2 separate regions of the Hordeum vulgare genome follow, and region 2 is linked to region 1. Evidence: chromatin contacts called from public Hi-C data. All regions are on one chromosome and are shown on one strand. Each heading gives the region's core, a stretch centred on a gene start, on an enhancer-like site or on the middle of the called end of the contact. The rest is flanking DNA. Distances are from core to core; before and after follow the strand shown.

Region 1 (2,832 bases), core at 219-2,718:
ACGTTTTCTACGGGGATATGCAACGTGATCTCCAGCTGCGCGTGTGGCTAGATCGAGCATCCGCACGACTGCAGCACCACGCACTGTACGTCGTCGTTGCCAGTCGGTCGTACATGCAGGTACCACGGTGGGTACGGCGTCCTTTTTCTCTGGGACGAGGGCTTTGACTTGTGCAGCCCTGTCCCTTGGACCCAACACCAGCTCGGTTCTGCTGTTTCTCTTGTGCGTGCATGTGCCTCAGTCACAGCCTCAAACTCATCATCGTCTTTGCAAAGGTGGCCAACCCATCTACACATTTTCCTTTCGGGTTTTGACCACCGCACGCACGCGTCAAGTTCCTGACCTTGCATCCACACCTAGTACCTTAACTGTATGTAATGTAATGATTTGTTTTGAACTGAAAAGAGTTGCTAAATCATCGCTGGCTACAAACCAAAACTTGAGCAACTTTTAGAAGCATAGAAAGCGTTGTTTGATCGTCAGGTTGGGCTACACTTTTCATCCGGGATTTTCACACGAGAATCGGACAATTCCCTTTTTCTTTTGACAGTGGCAATATTTTATTACTCCCTCCGTTCCGGTGTATAAGTCATTCGCGTAGTTCTAGGTCACCGATTTGAGAAATTAAATATGTGTTATATGTCATGAAAAGTATATCACTAGATATCTACACGGATGTAGTTTCTAAATATATATTTCTTATTATATATGATACATATTTAGGTAGTTAAATTGTCGACCTAGAACTACGCGAATGACTTATACACCGGGACGGAGGTAATACTGATGTCTGGTTATCAGGGAGGCGCAGAAGCCAGTCTTCAATATACGACGTCTGTTCTCTCCCCTCTGGCCTAGGAAATAAGGGCAATTCCAACGAACCGAGCTAAACGGACGGCGATTTTGTTCGCTTTTCGTTCGTTGGGTCGTTTGTCGGTATATCTGTGTTTGTTTTTTTAAATATATTAGCACATGAATTCAACGAAAAGCACGTGGACAACAACACTATAACAATATAATAATGAAATAAAGGTGGATGGGGTGAGCCAACGAATTAAATAAACAGGCAGATGTAGGTGGGTGACTGTGTGACACGTCGGTCAGGCCGGGCACATGCGGACACAAAGAGGACGCGCGCGTCCTCTTTGTGTCCGCGCCGACGCATTTCAATCCCAAATTTAAGCCAGAAATGGGTCGGCACGGACACAAAACGGACGCGTTTTAGAAAATGGGTCCGTGCGTTGGGTCATCACTTTTGCCCGCGCAGACCCAAACGACGATGACGGACGAAATAGGTTGCCCCATTAAAGTTGCTCTAAAGGAATGCGCGTGCCACGTGGAGGATGAAGGACTCCTGTGGCACTGAAGATCCCCCGAGATAGTGTGGGAGGCACCTGAAGTCGTCGGCGCTGCGAGTGCAAGGACGACGGGGCCGGATCTTCTGTGTCCGTCTAGCCGGAACAACTGGCCACTAGAGAGGACCACACCAACGACAGCATTAAGCTGAACCAACTCCCATAAATAATTCGTACCCATAGGCCAGAGCCAAATGTATGTACATACACCGTACACTTGTACAGTGATACAGCCTCATTACAGATATGCCACCCACACGCACGGGTACTTGCGCAGCTCGACTGCATTCACTGCTACTCCGATTATATCATGCGAATTATTTGTTCGATCGATCTTTTCTTTGCTAATACTGCAATGGTGGTATGAAGAGTGCGCTGTCGAATCATGGTGGTTATTCTAACACCGACCCGAATATATTCTACGGAGTAGTACTATGTATTTTGTGGTATAACGGTACACTGTGCCTATCTACAAATCATTGCATACGCAATAAACCAGCTGTCCCACCACCCAGAAAACCACACTCGATCGATCGCCTTTGTTTGCTTGGCCCGGAGTTCACACAGGTTTTGTCACGTTACTATTTGATCCCGAAAGAAACTTTTTGCATAGATCAGTTACTACTAATTGCACCGGCCATATATCCTAAAATAAAATTAAAAATTGCACCGGCCATGACACACGACCCCAGCCAGCAGAAATAAACAAAAAGAGGTTTGATTACCGGTTGACACGTACATACCCTAAGAGCATCTTCAACAGACGCGCTTCGCGCCGCGCCTAAAAAACAAGTTTGCAGCGCGCTGGGTGACTGGTTTTGCGCGTCGCGCAGCGCTGGCTCCAGCAGCCGCGCTGGTTTGCAGCGCGTGCTCCGCTCCAGCAGCGCGCACAATTTTTTTTAATAAATAGATTGCATTTAAATAAAAAAGATACAAAGTTATTTTACATAGATAGCAACTAGATAGGTAGTTCGAAAACATAGATAGATAGTTCGGTGCTAGATAGTTCGATAAAAATAATAATAATCCTAGTCGCTCCAGTCATCTGCACCACCATCATCGTCGGTGTCGTCGGAGGTTGACAGCCAAATGTCAAACCATCGTTCATCTTCTTCAGTGAAGAAGGAACTCCCGCCTGCATTGACGAGGTCGGCCTGCGCACACGTCAAAGCCTTCCGACGACGTCTATCCAACCGCTCCTCGCGACGCCGGCGCGTGTCCTCCTCGCGACGCCGTTCCCAGTACTCCTGCTCGTAGGCGACGTCTTCCGGGTGGCGCCGACGCCACTCCGCCATGACCCGCTCGTCCTCCTGGGCGACGAGGAGGCGGCGCTGCATCGCAGTGTGCTCCGCACGGTCTTGTGCGGAGTTAAGACGAGGCGGCGGGGCCAGGTCTAATGCCTGCTGGAGCGTGCGGACGTCGGGGAAGTTCATCTGCAGTCGCGGCCTGCCTAGGCGCCACGCCGCCGCGTCGAACG
Region 2 (2,832 bases), core at 131-2,630, 190 kb after region 1:
ACTTGCTTAGGTCATTAGTGCCGATCGGTCAGAACAGATTAGTTGTGATCGGCAGAATTAGGCTCATCGAATAATCACGTACGTACGTACAGAAAGTCTATGTACTGGGAATCTTTTCCCGGCACCTCTGTTCCTTGCGTATGGTTTCGTTCGTTTGGGCTGGTGCACATGATGCCCGCGTGGCTAGTCAGCTAGATGATTAAGCAGCTATTCGCAAACAAAAAAACTGATTAAGCAGCTATTCGCAAACAAAAAAGACTAATTAAGCAGCTGCATGCATGAAGTGTGTCTCTGGTTGTGGGGTCGTAGCGGTTGCGTAGCATCGTACCGGCCAGCAACATTGTTCCATGGTTGGGCGACACAGGTACGTACGCCATTGTGCCCGCTGGGGTAGCATATACTAGATGCAAAAATGAGTGTATACCTACACTAATTATTTTGATTAGTCAGCGTTTCGGCTGATCTTGTCGATCGTCGATTCCACCTTGCAAAAACTGGAAAAATACGCATATGCTGATGGAGTAGATTATTACGCTCTACGCATGTACGTTGGCATGCAGCTAGCTATCTACACTACACTACATGTGGTTGAGTTGAATCAATCGATCTGACCCGACACGCGCACGTACGTACGTACGTACGTACAGCATGCAGGGCCGGTGTTGCTGGTCCATGCATGAACGAATGAACCATGATCCGTCGAGTTTAATGAACTTGAATCGTCAAGCTTAGCTTAGCTTGCTTATGGGGTCAGCCAGCCAGCTCACCCATCAAACTACCATTGGACCAATCGATCGATCGCCTCACGGATGCATGCATGGATGGATGCAGCGAAAGAAATCAGTTCTCCCCGGCCTCAGCTCTGCTCAATCATCCTTTGCCTTTATTCGGCACCGTGAGGAGGACAACGATGCTGGTTGAATTTCCGTCCCATGCATGGCCCCTCCACTGTACGAGTGCATGCACGATCGAGTGTGTGCTAAAGGATGATTGAACAGAGCTATGCATCGATAGCTCGATTAGTTTTGTAGCTTGCCCATGCAGGGGCATGCACCAACCGTGGACGGATCACGCACCGGCCACTGTTTTACAGCTACATTTGGTCCGTCTATGGCTAGTACTAGGAAGGACGTCAGAAGAATCGGGGCGACGGATGGAACCTCAACCGGGTGCTTTTGACTCACCAACTACGGCCGGCCGGTGAAGAAGAAGCCAAGCGCTTGCCCGCCGACCAGCGCCGTGGCTTTCTCCTTTCTGGGATACGCGCGGCGCGGCGCGGGCAGACAGCAGCAGGTCGCAGGCGTCGGCAGGCGTAGACACGGGGCCGAGCGGCCGGCGGCACATTTCCATCAGCAAAGTCAAATCAAGTGGATGGGGGGGAGGCGAGGCCGAGGCCGTCCGTAGGTGGGGCATCATCGATCAGACGGGTGACGTACGGTCCAGGCTGGCCCCAGATCATGCATCCAGTGGTGCTGGTGGTTTGACTATCAAAGCAGGGGTCCCTCCATCGCCTCCGCCCCTCACCTAATGTCGTAGCGGCTATACAGTCGTAGTAGTAGCTAGCTAGCGCCGTGGTATACAAACATGCACACTGATCGAGTACTGTATATACTTACAGCAAAGTAGACAAAAGTCAAGGGTCTACAATGGGGTTGGAGCAATGACAATTAGCAAGGTATATATCGGCATCGAGCAATGACAAATAGCAATGTGATTTCATGTAGTAGGTCATATACTCCCTCTTCTTCCTAAATATATATTTTTTTAAATCACTACAAACTCCATACGGATGACTTATATTTAGAAACGAAGGGGGTATAAGCCAGAAGCGTGGACCTTAGTGGAGAATTGGATAATCAAAAGAAACTCGTACAATAGCCCAACTTCATAAGCATTAGCTCTCTTTGTTTTGTAGGAGTTCTACGTATACACACAACAACGTATTCTTTTCAGTACATAAAAAATGGATGCACGCATCACTCGATGCAGAGGCCGGGGCGAGGCCTCCTTTTCGAAAAAAAGGAGTTCTACGTATATATAGCGGTTTGGGGCTGGTTGATTCAAATGCTTGCAAAAAAAATTGTATGCATTGGCTGTTTGATTCATAGAATTAAATTTCATAGATTTTTTCCTTGAGATTCGTTTGTACTAGTTTTCGTAGGAAAATCTTCATCCAATGTCTCAATCCAACCTCGTGTGAAGAATCCTACATTTTTCTTGTGTGCAAAGAAACATACATACTAATCATATGGGATTGAAGATCGTGTGCCACTTCATTCATGTGTTTTTCCATTCCAGTGTTTTGGAGATCATGCAAATCAAAGAGGCTTTGATTTCTAAAGGAATGAGAAAGCATTCAATAGTTTCACATAAGGAAGTTGGAAACAATTGAGATAGAAAAAACATTTTGATTTTCGAGGGAGCACTGGAGCATGGTCTACACGTGTTCCAATTTATGTTGTTGTATGTTTTTTTCTTTTCCAAATTATCAGCAAAAGGGTGTGCCTAAATATCTATGTAAAAGGGCGAGAAGAAAATTGCAACATAGATAAAATACACCAACAGGGACACGTTAGAGGGAGGCATACTCCGGCCATGGTTTTCCTCATGTAACAAATAGTCTGATCTTATTGATTTATTGAACAAAGTATACCAACTCAAACAAATTGAAACGGAACAAAAATGAATGACATTTGTGATAACACTAAAACTTACATCAAGGTTTTTTGAAGTCATCATATCTAGTTTCACTTTTTGCAATCAAAGTACTCTATCATAACACTAAACATACACAAGCTGAACTACATGTCATAATAAGGTGAAAATGTAAGA

Evidence for each region. A called contact is a pair of places that touch in the nucleus more often than the background predicts.
Region 2: a contact with region 1 is called in a Hi-C map of seedling, with 2.6 times the contacts expected there. The contact joins two enhancer-like sites. A contact is called at or near these places in 2 of 6 Hi-C or Micro-C datasets (leaf and seedling).

The regions. Positions count from the first base shown.
Region 1 is chr2H:79,658,258-79,661,089 of MorexV3_pseudomolecules_assembly, forward strand. No RefSeq gene overlaps it. Among protein-coding and RNA genes, the nearest start is that of LOC123433646, 100 kb to the left of the region's middle. Within about 2 kb of position 1,469, at least 3 of the 3 cell types and tissues checked have open chromatin away from gene starts, as enhancers often do. A contact at or near this core is called in leaf and seedling, where this site is marked.
Region 2 is chr2H:79,853,226-79,856,057 of MorexV3_pseudomolecules_assembly, forward strand. No RefSeq gene overlaps it. Among protein-coding and RNA genes, the nearest start is that of LOC123429644, 12 kb to the right of the region's middle. Within about 2 kb of position 1,381, at least 3 of the 3 cell types and tissues checked have open chromatin away from gene starts, as enhancers often do. A contact at or near this core is called in leaf and seedling, where this site is marked.